Linked DNA regions of Sus scrofa: region 2 is linked to region 1. Evidence: chromatin contacts called from public Hi-C data. All regions are on one chromosome and are shown on one strand. Each heading gives the region's core, a stretch centred on a gene start, on an enhancer-like site or on the middle of the called end of the contact. The rest is flanking DNA. Distances are from core to core; before and after follow the strand shown.

Region 1 (4,790 bases), core at 352-2,851:
TGTTCTTTTACTCCACCGCAGCTTCTCACCACACAAACACTAACTTGAGTAAAGCAGTCAAAACTCCTGATACTTTATTCCTAAAACTGTCAACAGCTCATGACTGTGATTAAGAGACTGGTTCTGGGGCAGAACTGACCTGATTTGAGTTGCAGGTCTTTCAATATTTCTGGCCTCCTCTGTGAAAGGCCAGGGCATAGTAACGGCTGCGCAGAGCCCACGTGAGAATTACCATCTGACTGTGTGAAGGCGCCAACACTAACTGCCTAATATGTGATAAGGATAATTACAATGGCTATTATTAATAGTTTTATTGCAAAGAAGATAGGATTTGTTTGTTGTTTCATCATCTGCCAAAGAACACATTTCTAATTTTCAATCTCTTTATTTTATTAACAACCACTCAGGGCTTCTTTGGCTGGAGTTTAAATCAGGATGGGATGTACCCTTCCTTGCCTATTAGCTGCTGCAGCTTGAGAAATTCAGAGGACCTCACAGTGCGGCCCCCAAGCCTGCAGTGTCAGCATCAGGCTCTTGTAAGCACTGCAAATGCTCAGGCGCCACCAAGTATTCTGGCTCCAGAATCAGACACTTTAGGGGTGAGGAACAGCTAACTTGTTTCCACAAGTTCTCCAAGGGATTCTGGGCAGGCAGTCAGAGGGCAGCTGAAAGAAATGCAGCCCTGGGCCAATGTCACTACCCTGTAGCCCTGTGACTACTGCCCTCGGGAATGAGGCCGCTGTGGGAGCCCTGATGGAGGATCCCTACCCTCGCCTTCCTGGGTACTTCTGGGGGCAACATCAGTGTCCCCTGTACCCCCCCCAGACCCCCCCGCAGCCTGGAGCAGATAGCAAACAAGGCCGGCCAGCAGGGGAGCTCAACCATTCCCACTGGCCTAACCACCCTCATGGTCAAGGCCCCTGGAGAAGGAGGTTCCACAACACTCTTAAGACCCTTTCTCAGCATATGACCACACAAAAATGTGCACACAGGCAGAGAAAGTGCAGAGAAGCACTATTCATGAGAGCCCAGAGGGAGAAAAACCCAAATGCCCATCGACGGGCAAACAAGTGTATCTGAAGTCTATCTATACACTGCAGTGTTAATTGACTATAAAAAGAAATGAAGCACTGATACACACTACACATGACGAACCTTGAAAATATTCTAAGTGAAAAAAGCCACACATACAGAACCACATATTATTTATACAAAATATCCAGAACAGGCAAATCTATAGAGACAGGAAGATGATTAGTGGTTGTCTAGGGTTGGGGGGAGGGGAGGGAGTTTTGGGAAGTGACAACTATGGGTTTCTTTCTGGGGGACAAAAAGATTTTAAAAATTAGATTACAGTGATGGTTCCAAAACCCTGTAAATAAAGAAAAATACACTGTATAATTTAAATGGGTAAACTGTATAATACATGAATTATAGCTCAATAAAGCTGTTTTTAAAACAAAACAAAAGCTTCCTGCCAAGGACTCCTCATGAGAGCTGCTCTAACCTCCCAGCAGTGCTGTCCAGGGAGCAGGGTAGCAGTGCGAGACCTGAGGCCAAGATTGGGGGAGGAGGAAGCAGGCCAGCCTGCAGGCAAATTTAAGGAGGCATTCATCCTCAGGGCCATGAAGCACAGGGCCCATACACGCAGGGCCCTAAAAGTGAGTGCCTCCTTAAATTGTGCACTCAGGATGCCTGCCTGGCTGCCTGCCTCGCCCTGGTCCTGCCCTGATTCTGAGACTGCTTCAAGTTCAGATATGCCTACAGAGTCTATCCTGAGGCTATTTCCAGACTACTTACCATTTCCTTGCTTTATAAACCTCACTAGCTCCCCAGTACCTACAGATTTCAAGTTCAAGGGTGACAACTCAAGATCCTCTACTTCGGACTTAAACCCTGCAGGCTTACGGGTACAGCCTCCAGAGTTAGATGGGCCCTACGGATGCTGTAAGCAAGGATTTACACTCCAGAATCTCCAGTACCCAAGCCCTCAGCCCCTCCCCAGCCTTCCTAGCAAGCAGCAGAGGTTAAAATTCAATCTCTGGGTTACCATCAACCCTCAGCACCAGGCTTCACACAAAGTATAAGGACTGACTGACTGTTTAAATGTCAATGGTTAACTAGGAAAGGCTCAATCAATGCTAACTTACAACTGTTAGCAGGCACAAAAACAGCAAACTGAGACAGAATCTAGCCATTTGCTGTGGCTTCCCCATCTGTACTGACATGCCAAAAAGCATGAGGAAGAAGAAAAATCTACTAGCTTCAAACTACTGAAATCCATGAACAAACAATTCCCAATATTTCATCTTGAACCTGGGCTTTACTGACCACAGAAAAGCAAAGTTATGTGGAAAGTAAGTTAGGAATAATCTTAAAAAGCCATGTGTCTCTGGCAACCAGAGACCATTTGTTCTCTTCCTTATTTTGTCAACACCCTAAAACCTTGCAGAAAAAGAAAGAAAAACATCTCGATTTCAGAACGGTAGCTCTCCATTCAAATAAGCTGCAAATGAGCAAAGGAGGTACATACTATAACAAAAACAAGACCAAAACCAAAAACACGGAGGGGATAAAAAAAGAAAGCACACTTTTCTGGGACTGGAAAAAGAAAGGAGGGCCATCAAGACACAGGGAGCAACACTGCCACCAAGTGGTGACCGGGTCTCAAGTCGCCCTCTGACATCTGAATCAGCCTTCTCAATCAAGGCTGCGGTCTGAATGCTTTGGGTGGGTTTAAAAAGAAAGATTTCAACCCCAGGCCCATCCCCACCTTCCTGACCAGGTGAGAGCAGAGGGGCCGGTGCAGCCCATAGTATAAGTCTCCCCACGTGACTGATACACAGTGAACATAGAGAACCAGGGATCAAAACAGAGTCGCAAAGATGTCACTGTGATGCTTAAATGTTCCAGTCAAGTTCTGCTTGCAGTTTTTCTGCTTATATCGTCCATTAAAATTTCCTAATGGTAAATAAATTCTTGAAAATTTGGCCATGAACAATAAAGCACAGTCATACAACAGTTCTACATTTTTCACAATAACATAAAGATTCAGATTAATTCCTTGGTTTTGCCATTACTATTTGCAGCTAATGTCTAATCCAATCAACCAAACTGTACCATAAATCAGGCATATTGACACGGCTATACTCACAACACAAAAACCCTTTGAACTTCAGTTTTACTGGACTACTGGCTTATACAATAGGTTTCAAATCAATAAATCTTATCTGTATTAGATGGGTTTTTCCTTTTCCTCTTTTTAAACAAGACATGTAAAGTCAATGCTTCTATTGTTAGTGAAATCGTAAAGACACAATGTAATCGGAAATGCTTAAATGAAAGGCATTAGACCAAGACTAAAATTGTCCCTTAGCCCACAGAGGTTAAGTAAAAGAATTTTCCCCCATTCCATAGTTGGGAGTTCCCTAAAAAATTATTTCTTAACCACAAAGAATTATATTTTGTATGAAACACTAGGAGGAAAAACTGGAGTCTTTCTACTACCAAACGTCTAGTCAGAGGTTGATTTTCAGCATTTTTTGCAGGCCTGACAATTAGGGCAGAACCCACAGCTAAGAAAACAAACACCTGCACATTCTCTGTGCCCTGCTGCCACCCAGGAGACAAAGCTTCCCTGGAAAATAAGCCGGCAGGAACGAGGCAGACGCCATATGTTTGGTTTCACTTGGCACGCTGTCAGGTTTTTCTTTATCCCTAGTACCACATGTTTCTTTTATCACCGCATTTCCCCCACCAGACCAACTCGCTGCTTCTCCAGGCAGCACAAATCCCCCGGAAAAAAATGTCACCGGCAACCAGATTTACTTGAGGCCTGACACACAGGGGGGACTCCTCAGTCACCTACAGCAGCAGGGAGGCGCACGGAGTCCTCACCTAGGACCAGAAGGTCTGCACTGCACTGAATACAGGGGCTTGTGCTAAGCCCTTGCCAGTCATGGTGGACCAGTATCACCTGCACCACTGGGGAGCCCATCAGCAATGGAGACCCTCTGGAGTTCCCACTGTGGCTCTGCAGTTAGGGAACCCAACTAGCATCCATGAGGACGCAGGTTCAATCCCCGGCCTTGCTCAGTGGGTTAAGGATCCAGCATTACCGTGAGCTGTAGTGCAGGTCGCAGACGCAGCTAGGATCCCGCATTGCTGGGGCTGTGGCACAGGCTGGGGGCTCCAGCTCCAAGGTGACCCCTAGCCTGGGAACCTCCATATGCTGCGAGTGCAGCCCTAAAAAAGACCAGAGTTTCCGTTGTGGCGCAGTGGTTAACGAATCTGACTATGAAACCATGAGGTTGTGGGTTTGATCCCTGCCCTTGCTCAGTGGGTTAAGAATCCGGCATTGCCGTGAGCTGTGGTGTAGATCGCAGATGCGGCTCGGATTCCGCATTGCTGTGGCTGTGGCGTAGGCCAGAGGCTACAGCTCCGGTTCCACCCCTAGCCTGGGAACATCCATATGCCGCAGGAGCGGCCCAAAAAATGACAAAAAGGCAAAAAAAAAAAAAAACGAAAAAAAGAAATGGAGACCCTCTGGACCCACCCAGACCCACAGCACCAGAACCTGCCTACCAAGAGGACCTGAATGCATGCACGTCTATGAGGTGCTGCTCTAGACCTTGAGGGGAAAGCCACCCCACACAGGGCTGTCCACTCTGCATCTGGAGGACAGCAGTGCCTCTACCTTCTTCCCCGGCAGGGCAGACCTGTGGGGGGACCACGATGGTAAGGTTCTGAAAGTGACAAAGGACTGTTAGCCAGTCAGCAGCCTCGCTCTC
Region 2 (4,984 bases), core at 2,346-4,845, 570 kb before region 1:
TAATTCATAACCTGAGCAATTGACTCAACATTTCTATGCCATAGTTTTCTCCTTTGTCTATACACATGGATTGTTGGATCACTGAAATGAGATAACACATATAAAGTACTTGAGATTATCCTTGACGTACAAAAACAATAAATGGAAGCTGCTATTATAAGCTGCATGCCACATGCTATGGTATAGCTTCCGCTTGCCTCACAGAAGGCCCTGGCTTTCTGTGCAAGTTGTGGTAGAAGTGGAGGTGAGACTGGGGTCTACCTAGGTGCTACTATATGCCAGAGACTGGGTTGCCACATTAAATAGCAGGCCCTCCTCTTACCACCCAGGAAATCAGTTTTCCTCAGTACTGCCAGGGGAGACTTAAAATAATCAAACTCATTAGAGACTGATGTATACATCAACTTTCAATTTATATCATGAGAAATACAGCTACCAAATACATTGAAATATTTGAGTTCCTGGGAGTAAGTGATGATGTGTTCAGTGTGAGTTCATTTTGTGCAATGGATGCATTCCTGAAGGCTTTGTGTTATTCAAAACTCATGTGATTCAAAGCAAAATTCCCACATTAATGACTTTAAAGTATGGAGGAGTGTGTTCTCAGAACACATAAATCGACACTTATTGGCCTGTAACTTCCTTTTAGTGGTGCTTTTCATTTCTTTATATGATCTCTGCTATTTTGCAGAAATGAATCTGCTAAATTGCAAGTACATCATATCATAACAGCTGTTAGGTCTTCTGCAGAGGCTTTTTAATGACCTCTAAATTCTGGAATAAATTTATTGCTTTTGATGCCTTCCTGCATCATCACATTATGAATGCTCTGATGACATGGTCATAGGATATTAAAAAAACATTTCGAATTATAATAACTGCACAATTGTCACCAAAATCACTTGATGAGGTTCTGAGCCATGGGAATAGCAGCATAGTTCACAAGATACTGACAAAAGGAAGAGAGAATTTCTATTTTAGAACCAAAGTGGCAGTTTATAATTCACTTGTCTGAACAGCTTTGAAATTGAGCAATTCTTAATTTCTTTTTTAATTTGGAGGACTGGTACAATTTCTCATTTTGAGCACAAAGAGACCTTAAGAATGTTTTGTATCACAATTTCAAGTGTATGTAATTCAAATTCATTTCAAATGTAACTGTTCTGTACTAATGAATTATTGCTTTGGGGGTCATTTTCTTTTTAAGTAGGATATAGTAGAAAGATGTTGACTTTGAAACTACCAGACAGATATGGGTCTAATTTAGTTTTTGTCGCTTATTAGTGTGTGGGACTTAGTTTCTTCATCTCTAAAATGGGAATTATAAATGCCTATCATATAGAGGGATTCTGAAGATGAATAGTAATATTTACCCCTTATTAGGGGGCTTACTATAGGCTAATCAATTTGCATAATTATTACATTAATCTTATAGAATTCTACAAAATAGAAATTATTATTCCATTGAGAGGAAAGAGCTCATGGAAGTTAAGTTACATGACCAAGGCCTAATACCTGATAAAGACAAGAACAAAGATTCAAACTCAGATCTGAGTTGACCTCACATCAAGACACTACACTTTCTTTCTAAAAGTAAATGGGGGAGTTCCCGTCGTGGCGCAGTGGTTAACGAACCCGACTAGGAACCATGAGGTTGTGGGTTCGATCCCTGCCCTTGCTCAGTGGGTTAAGGATCCGGCGTTGCCGTGAGCTGTGGTGTAGGTCACAGACGTGGCTCGGATCCTGTGTTGCTGTGGCTCTGGCATAGGCTGGTAGCTACAGCTCCGATTAGACCCCTAGCCTGGGAACCTCCATATGCCACGGGAGCAGCCCAAGAAATGGCAAAAAGACAAAAAAAAATAAAAATAAAAGTAAATGAGATAATATCTTTAAAATGACCAAGAATAGTATCTGACCTAAAGTGTATAGTCAATCAGTGGTCATTACTCTTATCGTTACAGTAACCTCCTTCTCCATGGCCAACACACACACACACACACACCTGGGTACGCAATTACGAATAATCTGTATCCTACATTGCATAGTAAGAAAGAAGAAAGGGAGCTCCTCAAGGACTTTGCAAAGAGCTTCCAGAGACAAGGAAAAATACTGCTTTTCTTCCCAGAAGAGAACTCTGGCAAAGCCAGAGTCTGAGGTCAAGGTGTCTGCAAGCTTTCTTCTGTGGCTCTGTGGGAGGACATGCTCCATGCCTCTCTCCTAGCTTCTGGGGATTTGCCATTAATCTCGGGCCTCCCTCGGCTCCCAGAAGCATCACCCCGACCTCTGCCTCCTTCACATGACGTCTTCCCTCTGTGCATGTCCAGATTTCTCTTTATAAGGACACCCATCATACTGGATTAGGGTCTAATTTAAAGACTTCATTTTAACTTGATTTACTCTCTTAAAGACCCTATTTACAAATAAGCACACATTCTGAAGCACTAGGCGTTAGGACTTCAGCATGTCTTTTTAGGGAGATACAAACCCATAAGGGTGTGAAGAAGGGTGTGGGTGTGTGTGTGTGTGTGTGTGTGTAAGAGTATACACATGAACATGGCTAGACAAAAAAAAAAATTTGTTGTTGAGCCTATTTACCTTCTAGAAGGTCTTCTGGCATGCTGGATGTGTGAAGTCATGACTCTTTGAGTTGCAAGTGACAGACTCACCTTGAACCAGATTAAGCAAAGAGAGAAACTATCAGGTTATAGAATCAAACTATAGACATGGCAGGGAAGGGGAGTTCCTGCTATGGCTCAGCAGACTAATATCCGTGAGGAGGCAGTTTTGATCTCTGGCCTCACTCAGTGGGTCAGCGATCTGGTGTTGCTGTGAGCTGTGGTGTAGGTCACAGAGGCAGGTCAGGTCCCATGTTGCTGTGGCTGTGGTGTATGTCGGCAGCTGCAGCTCCCATTCGACCCCTAGCCTGGGAACTTCCATATGCCACAGGTACAGCCCTAAAAAGACAAAAATTAATTAATTTTTTAAAAAGAGGGGGAGTTTCCATCATGGCTCAGAGGAAACAAATCTGAGTAGCATCCATGAGAAGGCAGGTTTGATCCCTGACCTCACTCAGTGGGTTAACTATCTGGTGTTCCTGTGAGCTGTGGTGTAGGCCCGCAGCTACAGCTCTGATTCAACCCCTAGCCTGGGAATCTCCATATACTACACGCTGCATTTATGCTTCTGGCTGCGTCCCTGAGGCTGCAGGCGTGATGCCAGACCACACACACTTCCCTTCTTACAGCCTTATAGCCAGAGAAGTAAGAGCCTTCTTAATTGGTTAGGGAAGGAGCCAATAGGCTCTCAATGGATCACGTGACTTTCCCTAAACCAACCCCTGATTATAGGGTTCAAGGAAACACACGTGGTTCCACTTGGGGGTCTGTGTTCATTGGTAAGCACAGGTCTGGGGCTGCTAGGGTTGGCAAGGTTCAAGTTGGAGGGGAACATTTCCCCAAACAAGATAAAACAATCAAGTCTCATCACAGAAGCCCTTTGGGCACATTTGCAGCTTGAGGTGCAGCTGAAAGTTCGGCTTCCTGCACGCGCACCCCTGGGCGGGGCTTTGGCTCTGTCCGGGAACCTCCGGTTCCTGGATGTTGGCTATGGGTGGCGGCAGGGACTGTTCAGCTCTACCAAACTCATTTCCCTTTCTTTCTCTGCCCAGAGCTGTTCCACAGTTTCCAGGCTTTCTTGCAGTTTCACGGCTGCTAAGTTTTGACAGAGTAAGGAAATTCTAGCTGAAAGTAGGTCACGAGAAGTGAGGTGGGCCACTTCCAAGTCTGACCCAGGCGACCTCCTATCCTCCACGTTCTTTGTCCTCCTGCTGGCATCACGCCGAAAGGCACTGCAGTTTGAAGTCACCTATCGAAGTTGGTGGAACCACAAGATGGAAGGAGCCCAGGGTCCCGAATCCCTGCCTGGAAGAAAGCCATCTGTTCAGCAGATTTTAATGTGACCTTAGACTTAAGGCGAGGAAGAAACCAACTTCAATTGTTGGAGCGATTACAAATTTCAGAGTTCGTTGTAGCAACAAGTGTTGCCCTAACCAGTTGGTACATTTCTTCCCTTTCTTCACCATTGGCTTCATTATCTCCATTTTCCCCAAATAGCTGCAGGGTATCCTGGAGCAACAGAGCCAAGTGAATCCTGATTCTGCTGCTTACCAGCCATGTGTCTTTAAGGCCGTCACCCACTTTCTTTGAGGTGCAGTTTTCTGCCCTGTAGAATAATCATGCCTACTTGTGGGGCTACACCTTGCAGCCTGCCAGCTTTGTATGGTCCAGCCTCAAGACTGAAGAGCCTGGAGATATCAACAATTTATTGGATGGAGAATCTTAAATGTCCAAAGCACGAATCCTGGAGAGACACCCCAGTGGACAGCAGGTGGCAGGCAGGACATGGCAGCAGCCTTTGCTTCCTGGGGGGAGAGGGAGGCTACCATTTATAGGGTGAATTGATTCAGACAGGCTCATCAGTTACCAGGGGAACCAGCAGCTGGGGCAGGGGGCAAGCATGGAGGCAGTTACTGATTAAGCCCTATGATTAAGAGGATGGGATAGCGTGTGTGTAGGATGTGGGGGCAGCAGGGACTGGCTGAGCAGGGGATGCACAGAGAGCAAGAGAACAGCCATCTTGGATGTCCTGACATACGCTCCACCCCTACATACCCTGCACTATCCTTACAATCTTGGTCTGCCCCTCTTCCGTGGTATCCCTGGGGTCAGGGGGTATTGGTAACAAAATCCCACAAATAAAATACAGACAACAGCAGCTAAAGAGTATCAAGAGTAAGATACCCTGTACACTAAAAAGAGGGATTCGTGGGAGTTCCCAATGTGGCACAGAGGAAATAAATCCAACTAGTATACATGAGGATGTGGGTTCGATCCCTGGGCTTGCTCAGTGGGTCTGGGACTCAGTGTTGCTGTGAAGCTGTGGTGTAAATTACAGATGTGGCTCGGATCTGGTATTGCTGTGGCTG

The links. Hi-C and Micro-C count contacts between places; a contact is called where the count stands out from the background.
Region 2: a contact with region 1 is called in a Hi-C map of subcutaneous adipose tissue, with 4 times the contacts expected there. The contact joins two enhancer-like sites. A contact is called at or near these places in 20 of 47 Hi-C or Micro-C datasets (alveolar macrophages, blood, embryonic fibroblasts and 11 more) and 2 of 2 datasets of contacts at active chromatin or transcription factors (alveolar macrophages and skeletal muscle).

Annotation. Positions count from the first base shown.
Region 1 is chr8:29,520,257-29,525,046 of Sscrofa11.1, reverse strand. All of the region lies in intron 14 of TBC1D1 (TBC1 domain family member 1), which reads right to left. Among named protein-coding and RNA genes, the nearest start is that of MIR9840, 26 kb to the left of the region's middle. Within about 2 kb of position 1,601, at least 51 of the 83 cell types and tissues checked have an H3K27ac peak or open chromatin away from gene starts, as enhancers often do. A contact at or near this core is called in subcutaneous adipose tissue, where this site is marked.
Region 2 is chr8:30,092,607-30,097,590 of Sscrofa11.1, reverse strand. No RefSeq gene overlaps it. Among named protein-coding and RNA genes, the nearest start is that of TLR10, 40 kb to the left of the region's middle. Within about 2 kb of position 3,595, at least 4 of the 83 cell types and tissues checked have an H3K27ac peak or open chromatin away from gene starts, as enhancers often do. A contact at or near this core is called in subcutaneous adipose tissue, where this site is marked.